Linked DNA regions of Ovis aries: region 2 is linked to region 1. Evidence: chromatin contacts called from public Hi-C data. All regions are on one chromosome and are shown on one strand. The core of a region is the stretch at or near the end of the contact, and the rest is flanking DNA. Distances in the headings are between cores, read along the strand shown. Region 1 has its middle 35 kb from the start of SNRNP48. Region 2 has its middle 28 kb from the start of SSR1.

Evidence for each region. A called contact is a pair of places that touch in the nucleus more often than the background predicts.
Region 2: a Hi-C map of liver shows a contact between it and region 1, with 4 times the contacts expected there. The contact joins two enhancer-like sites. A contact is called at or near these places in 9 of 16 Hi-C or Micro-C datasets (blood, hypothalamus, liver and 4 more).

Annotation. Positions count from the first base shown.
Region 1 is chr20:46,946,326-46,950,522 of ARS-UI_Ramb_v3.0, forward strand. No RefSeq gene overlaps it. Among named protein-coding and RNA genes, the nearest start is that of SNRNP48, 35 kb to the right of the region's middle. Within about 2 kb of position 1,901, at least 2 of the 54 cell types and tissues checked have an H3K27ac peak or open chromatin away from gene starts, as enhancers often do. A contact at or near this core is called in liver, where this site is marked.
Region 2 is chr20:47,195,249-47,199,219 of ARS-UI_Ramb_v3.0, forward strand. It overlaps the pseudogene LOC132658317. Among named protein-coding and RNA genes, the nearest start is that of SSR1, 28 kb to the left of the region's middle. Within about 2 kb of position 1,558, at least 2 of the 54 cell types and tissues checked have an H3K27ac peak or open chromatin away from gene starts, as enhancers often do. A contact at or near this core is called in liver, where this site is marked.

The DNA of each region.
Region 1 (4,197 bases), core at 651-3,150:
AATAAAATTCTAGTTATTTGTCTGAATTGAGTCTTAGATGCAGGACCTCCATCGTATCATTTGGAATCCTTCACTGCGGCCCAGGGACTCTGTTGTTGTGGCCACAGCAAGTTGCAACACCTGGGCTTAGTTGCTCCATGGTACGTGGGATCTTCCCGGACCAGGGATCGAAACCGTGTCCCTTGCATTGCAAGGTGAATTCTTAACCATTGGGCCACCAGGGAAGCTCTGAATCCCTTTTCTTTATCTTGTCCAATTTACTGCAAATATTTGCTTTCCCTTCATCTTCCTTGATTCAAGTCATTCATTGGCAGTGATTAAGGAGTTTCTTAACCAATAAAAGTAATTTTAAGATAAATAGAAACTTTTCTGGAAAATCAGCTAGTATTTATGAAGTTTAGAATAATGCTGGGCATAAAGTAGTTAGGTTATATGTGGTGAGTACTCATCTAGGTTCTTTGAAGGTACTGTGTTAACTCATTTAATCCTTATGTTAACAATCCTACTGCTGCTCCTGGCTTATATTGGGGAAACAGAGGTCCAGAGAGACAAGGAACTTTCCCAAGGTAACACAACCAGCAAACAACAGAGCTAGAGCCCAAACCCAGACTTTTGGGTGGCACTTAATGCCTTTAAGTGACAGGAAAGAGGCTACTGAAGATGTGGGTACCCATTTGTGATGGTTAGTTTTATGTGTCAACTTGGCTGGACTATGATATCCAATTGACTGGTCAGACATCAGTTGAGGCGTTGTGTAAAAAGGTTTTCTTTTAAAGATGTGATTTACATTTAAATCAGTAGATTTTAAATAAAGCAGATTACCCTCAAACATGTTGGGTGGGCCTTGTCTAACCAGTTGAAGGCCTTAGGAACAAAGTTTGAGGTCCCCCTAAGAAGGAAAAAGGGCTTCCCAGGTAATGCTGATGGTAAAGAACCTGCCTGCCAGTGCAGGAGACATAAAAGACACAGGTTTGATCCCTGGGTTGGGAAAATCCCCTGGAGAAGGGCATGGCAACCCACTCCATTACTCTTGCCTGGAGAATCCCATGGACAGAGGAGCCTGGCGGGCTGCTGTCCACGGGGTCGCAGAGTCAGACATGACTGAGCGACTTAGAGCAAGAAGGAACGCTGCCTCTGGATGGCCGCAGATGAGTTCTGCCTGCGTGTCCAGCCTGCAGACTCAAGACTGCCTCCACTCAGGGCATTCCCAGCCGGCCAGCCTGCCCTGCAATTTTCAGATCTGCCAGTTCCAAAACCCTGTGGGAGTCAATTCCTTAAAATGAGTGCCTTTCTCTCTCATTCTGTATCTTTCCTAGTGGTCTGTTTCTCTGTTCTCTAGCGTGAGTACCTTCACTCACACACATGTGATAAATCTTGCCCAAGGTCAGCAATAAAGCTGAGGGGATGAAGGGCCAGCTCAAAGGAAAACCTCGACAAGGGGAGTTAGGGAAGGACTCTGTGGGGAAGGGCTCCCCTTGGCTCCCTTGGACCCAGACAGCCTGGCTCCTCCCCAGCAGAAGGAAAGGTGCTGGAGAAGGCGGGAGGGCTCTCCGGCCTGAGCACTGGCAGGGGGCGGTGGCGAGGGGTGGGGACCTCAGGGACCCGCTCGTGTGCAGTTCAAGAGCAGTAAAGAAAACCTGACCTCAGCAACCGGGGAGGTCCTCGCAGGCTCAGGAACCACTCTCTCAATACCTTCATTACTTAATGTTTCCCCCACATGATTTTTGTCAACTTTTGGGGAAATAATCCCTAAACAATAAAATTCACCAGTTTTATGTGTAAAGCGTGATGAGGTTTGACACATGGTTCCCATCACCACAGGCACGACACACAGCGTCTCCAGCTCTCCCAGAAGCTCCCTCGTGTCCTCTGGCCGTCGATTCCGCCCTTCCCTGACCCCTGGCAAGCACTCTGGTTTCTGCCACTGTGGTTTCGCTTTGCAGAGGATTTCAGATCCTGGAATCATCCAGTATGTTCTCCCGCGTCCAAGCTGCTTTCACTTTGCATTACATATTTGAGCTTCATCCATGCGGTAACTTGTATCGGTAATTCACTCCGCTTGCTGAATGAGTATCCGTACAGTGAATATCCATCGTTGTACGGATGGACTGTGCTCCTTTGATCAGCGGCACGTTTGAATTGTTTCCAGTTCTTGTCTATTGTGAGTGAAGTCGCTGTGAGCGGTCAAGTTCAGGCCTTTGTGTGGACATGTGTTTTCACTTCTTTGGGTAAATACCCTATCAGTGGGATTGCTGGGTCGTGTGGTAAGCATACACTTCGTTTAAAAAAAAAAAAAAAAAACCTGCCAAACCGTGTTACTAGAGTGGCTGTATATGATTTTAGCTTACATTAAGGGGAGAAAGGAGAAGAAATATACCTTGCTGTTTAGAAAAAAAAAAAAAATCAACCCCTCATAAAAAGGCTTACAAGGAGGAAAAGCAGTTTGGAATTAATAGTGGGTTGCAATTCTGCATGCTATTCCTTTCCAGGGACCACAAAATCAAGAGCGGATGGTATCCTGACTTCTGCAAATTAACATAATATGAGATGGGAATATGAGACTATTCTCAGACCTCAAAATCAAGCACACTTGTGTGCGTGCACTCAGCTGTGTCTGACTCTTTGCAGCCCCACGGACTGGAGCCCACCAGGCTCCTCTGTCCACGGAATTCTCCAGGCCAGAAGACCGGAGTGGGCTGCCATTACCTACTCCAGGGGATCTTCCTGACCCAGGGCTCGAATCCGCATCTCTTGGGTCTCCTGGATTGGCAGGCAGATTCTTTGCCACTGTGCCACCTGGGATGCCATCAAGTACACTAGATAAAATGGATTTTTAAATCTTTCTTTAGATCAAGTAAATTTCAACTTGGTGGCCACATTCCCTGAGTTGGAGAGGAAGGGGCAGTTGACCTCTGTCCTTCAGAAGGTACTTTTTCCATCTTCAGGGAAGTAAAAAGGTGGCAGAGTCTTCCCTGGACCAAGGCAAAAGGATGGGTTACCAGCACCCCTCGGATAGCAAGTGACCAGTCCCCAGGTCACTTGGCTGTACTGGTGGGTCACAAGGATATTTTTTGCCAGTCTTAGAGGGCTGATGACAGGAAGCCTCTGTTGGTCCGAGTAGTTTCCAAGTGTCGAGTGCCTTGATACGCCTATGAAATTCTGGGCACACAGGGATGTTTGACCAGGCCAGGGATCCTGTGTCCTGCTCCTCTGAGACGTCAACTCCCCCGAGGCAGGACATCCCAAAGAACAAGCCTTGGAGGTCAGGTCTCCTTTCCACCCAAGTCCCTGGAGAAGGGGTGACAACCCACTGCAGTATTCTTGCCTGGAGAATCCCATGGACAGAGGGGCCTGGTGGGCTACTGTCCGTGGGGTCGCAGAGAGTCAGACTCTACTGAGCGACTAACAGTTTCACTTCCACTTTTCCAACCAAGTTACCTGTAGCTCCTTGAAGAAGAGAAAGAAAGCCACAAAGAAGGAGGAAAAATACTTTAAAACATTCTGCAAAGACAGTCACGTTTGATAACGTGGTTAATAGTAACTCATGTTTTCAAAGATGACAAAATGAACACACAAAACCAGCAGAAGTGTTGATACCAAATGAAAAGGGATCAATGAACCTTTTTTCCACATTCTGCCTTTGAGATGAAGACAAGTTCTGGGAGATGCCCCCAACCCGCTGAGAGACTTTCAGTTTGCTCCCAGAATCAATTAGCTGCTTCCCTGCGGGAAGCTGAAAGGGGAGGTGAAGACGGGCACCGCCCCTAGGAGCGGGTGGGGGTCCTGCTCTCAGCAGACTTCTCACAGGGCTTCTCTCCCCAGTATAAGTGTCCTTTTTCAAACAGTTTTCCTTTTTGATGCGGATCATTTTTAAAGACCTAATTGATGTTGTTACAGTATTGTTTCTGTTTTATGCTTTGGTCTTTTGGCTTCCAGGCATGTGGAATCTTCGCTTCCCGACCAGAGATAAAACCTACACCGCCTGCGCTGGAAGGCGGAGTCTTAACCACTGGACAGCCAGGGAAGGCCCGTAGATATGTCCTTTCAATCTCAGATGTTCAAGTTTTTTCTTGCAACAAAAAGGAAAAGCCAGACTCTGGTGGAGACGGTGAGGAAACCACAGGAGCCCGGATGGCGAGCCTGCGTTGTGCGTCCCGGGATAAGGTAACCCACGTCCAAGCTCAGGGCAACTGGGAG
Region 2 (3,971 bases), core at 308-2,807, 250 kb after region 1:
GGTCCACCCCCGCCACCCCCCCCCACGAGCTGCTGCCTGGACCCCCAGGAGGAGGCGGCCTGACCCCCCACAGCCTGCAGGACCCGGACCCAAAGCTCCGTCGACTGCCGCGACCCTCGAACCTAGAGCCGCACTGGCCCTGCTCCCACCTGGCTCCCCCTGCCCCCCACCAGGCCTTGCCCACCCGCCTGCTGGTTCAGCACCCAGCCTGTGAGCAGCCTTCAATTTTGACATCATTCGGAGCTTAGAGCTAAGAGTTGAGAAATTCTGCAAAGAAATCCCCTAAACCTCCCATCGTCATCCAGATCACTAATTGCTAACGTCCTGCCAGATGGACACACGTGAACCACACACAGCCCCCCTGACTGCTCAGACCTCCCGCCCTGCGAGCACCAGTGTGCATCTGTGGGGAGCACGCATTCTAGGTGACCGAGTCGTGGTTGCCACTTGGCCAAGCACCTCCCTTGCCGGCTTGTCTGCCTGTTTGTGGGACAAGTCCAGGTTCTTGCGGTCCATTCACTCATCATGGGTCCATAGTCTGGATGCTTCCTGGGCCTTTGGGAGAGACACTGGATCTGGACGCTTCCTGGGCCTCTGGGGGTGGGGGGATGGATACCATCTGGACGCTTCCTGGGCCTTTGGGGGACACTGGCGCTTTGAGGGAGTGCAGGCTGGAGGCTCTGCGTGTCGCAGTCGGGGCTTGTCCTGTGACTGGACTCGGGTCAGGAGCCACACAGGCCCTGGCCCCCCGCCTGGCCCAGAGGCTCCGCGGCGTCCTGATGTGGACACGGCCAGCGTGGCAGCGGTGGGGTGGTAGGGCGTGTTGGTCTCCTCCTCCAAGGAGGTTTTCTCAGGACCCCCGCCCCCGGACACCCAGGGTCAGTTCAGGGGCCAGCCCCCATCAAGGCCTGACACAGACCCGATGGGACCCAGGCCGCCGGCCCACCGCAGGCTCCGGGGGCCGGGCCTCCAGCAGAGCAGGGGCTTGATCAATATTTGCTTCGTGAGAGAAAGGATGAGTGAGACTGTTCGGAGCTGATTCCGTCCCAAAGCAAACCCTCCGCATGGCCCAGACGCGCCTGGGCGGCTTTCGCTTTATGCACGGCGCATGGCTTCGCTTGCGGGGTTCTTACGCCCGATTCTCACTGAGAGCACGGAAGCCTCAGTGCCAGTAAAGGTTCCTTCCAGGATCCACAGAGTAGAAATTCTAGAAGCTGAACCCGGGTCCGGGATTTCTCCGTTTGATTCCTTGTGGGAGGCGGGGTGGGAGGGAAGGGGTTTCTCCGCGGCGTCTTCGGTCCTGAGACCGGAGCCCAAAGAGGAACCCTCGGGGCAGTCCTCGGGCCGGGCGGCCGCGGGGCTGACCGTCTCCCTCTGTCGTTCCAGACGCAGGCGGAGGGAGACGCACTGAGGCCCCGAGGCCGCTGCACGGCGCCGAGGAAGACCCGCGCCCGGAGGCCCGGCCCGGCCGCGAGCCCCGCGGGACCCTCGGCGGGCTCGCGGGGCAGCCCCGCGGCGCTGGCCGGCGGCGGGCTGGGAGGTGCCCGGACCGCCGCTGGGAGGGGCTGGGAGGCCGGCTCCCCTCCGCCCCCGGAGGACGGGCCTCGGGCCCGACGGTGAGGACTCGGGAGCCCGGGGCCGCCGCCTGCGCGTCCCGGTCACCAGCGCTGAGCCCGGGAGTGACGGGGGCCGCAGACCCCTCAGCCGCCCTGGCGGCCCTTCAGGGCTCAGCGCAGGGAGGGCGCGCGGCCGCCCCGTGGTGCCCGTGGGAGCGGGCACTTCCCCCGGCGAGGCTGCACGGGCGGCCTCACCACGCGCTCTGATTATGCTGATGTGACTGACCTGAACCGCACTGAATCGAATTGGCTGGAAATAAATGGAGTTGAAAGGCTACCAACACGCCTACCTCTTTCACTGAGGCCAGGCCCAGGGGTGAGGACCGTCCTTGTCTCCGCACCAGCTGGGCCCCAACCGCGCCGCTGCAGCAGGAGAGGGACGGGGGACACCACGGACGGGAGGGGACGGAGGGACGGGGGACACCACGGACGGGAGGGGATAGAGCGGGAGCAGCAGAGATGGCAGTGGAGCGGGGCCGGCCGGCGGAGGACGCGGTCGCAGGCAGACCCGTTTGTGCTGACGAGCATCTCTGGAGTGGCCCGTGAACCCCACACGTTGAATCACCTGGAAGGTCCCCCAGGCCGACAGCAGAGTCTCAGGGAGCTGGCCCAGGAATCTGCATTTTCAAACAACTTCTCCAAGTGGATTCCAAGTTTGGGACTCACTGAGGGGAGGTGGGGTGGGGCCCTGGAGTGTCAGTCATTCCCTGGCCGATGGGGGCCTCCCCCAGGGGCTGCTGCCCGCGCAGGGCGGGACTCTGGGCGTTCGCTCTGCTGACACGCTTCCAGCGCCTAATGGCAGTGGGACGGTCGCGACACTTGGGGCACTCAGGTCTGACCAAGCACGCCTGCCTTCTCTCTACACCCATCCTGGATTCCAGGGCCAGAAGTGGGATGCCTCACACAATCAAGAAATGCCCAGCACACTGAGATCTGGAGGCGGGCGCCTGAGCCACACTGCCCACGGGTCCCAGCTGAGCGGCTGGAGGCCTGAGGTCCAGGCGTCGGCCGGCCGGTTCCTCCTGAGGCTAACCCCCTCCCGGGGGGCATCTTTTCCCCACGTCCTTATGCGGTCTGTGCATACACACTCCTGGTGTCTGGGGCCAGACTTCCTCTTCTTGTAAAAGACAAGTCAGATTGGATCAGGGCTGCCTGCCCTGTGCTGTGCTGAATTGCTCAGTCGTGTCCGTCTCTTTGCGACCCCATGGACTGTAGCCCGCCAGGCTCCGCTGTCCTTGGAATTCTCCAGGCCAGAATACTGGAGTGGGTTGCCATGCCCTCCTCCAGGGGATCTTCTCTACCCAGGGATCGAACCCAGGTCTCCCTCATTGCAGGCGGTTTCTTTATCATCTGAGCCACTAGAATACTGAATGGCTGAATTCCCCACCCAGGAATCGAACCAGGGTCTTCTGGATTGCAGGCAGATTCTTTACCAGCTGAGCTATCAGGGAAGTTCCAGGCTCCTTTTAACTCAATCACCCTTTTAAAGACCCTGCCTCCATATATAGCCACACCTGAGGTGCTGGGGGTACAGCTGAGGGCATAACCGGACATATAAATGGGGGGCTCCCACAGTTCAGCCCACAACAGGTGGTGTTTCCTTTGCTATAATCTTGAACATGCATGTGGAGAAGCGCTTTGATCATCTAAGTGCTCTCTCTCAAGTGTAAGCTGCCCTTCTGTCCTTCTTGTCCAGTTCATTTTATCTTTAGATAAACATGTAACACGTGCAGCCTCCAAACTGTGGACATTTTTAGGGTTCTCCGCGGCTTCCTGCTGAGCCTCTGTCCCTCATATCAACACAAAATTGAACTGTGGCGGCCCAGAACTTCCCAGCAACAGTGTGTGACCCAGCAACCCTGGGACATGTTAGTGGCCCAGGCCCGACATCAGCCAACCTTCCTCACACACGTGCCGAGCATCCAAATTTCCCACCTCCCACGGTTGGTACCTTGTGGACCATCGAGGAACCCAGGTCCCTCCTGGCTCCGGTGGGGACCACTGCTGGGGTCACTGCATGAGGGACGGACATGACAGCAACATCTCCAACTGCGCCGCCGCCCGCCTGACTCAGGGTCCCCACTGCCCACCAGAAAACAACAGATTCCGGGGAGTACCCTGGTGGTCCAGTGGCTGAGACGCCGCACTCCCAACACGGGGGACCCGGGTTCAATCCCTGGTTAGGGAGATGGATCCCACATGTTGCATCCAAGACCCAGTGCAGTCAAATGAGTACATTTTTTTTTAAAATTTCTTTTTCCAAATTTTAAGTAATTTGTAGAGCTGAGAACTCATTTATTTCCCACAGATATACAAAACATGTGTATTGCGAACTATGGGAATAGGCACATAATA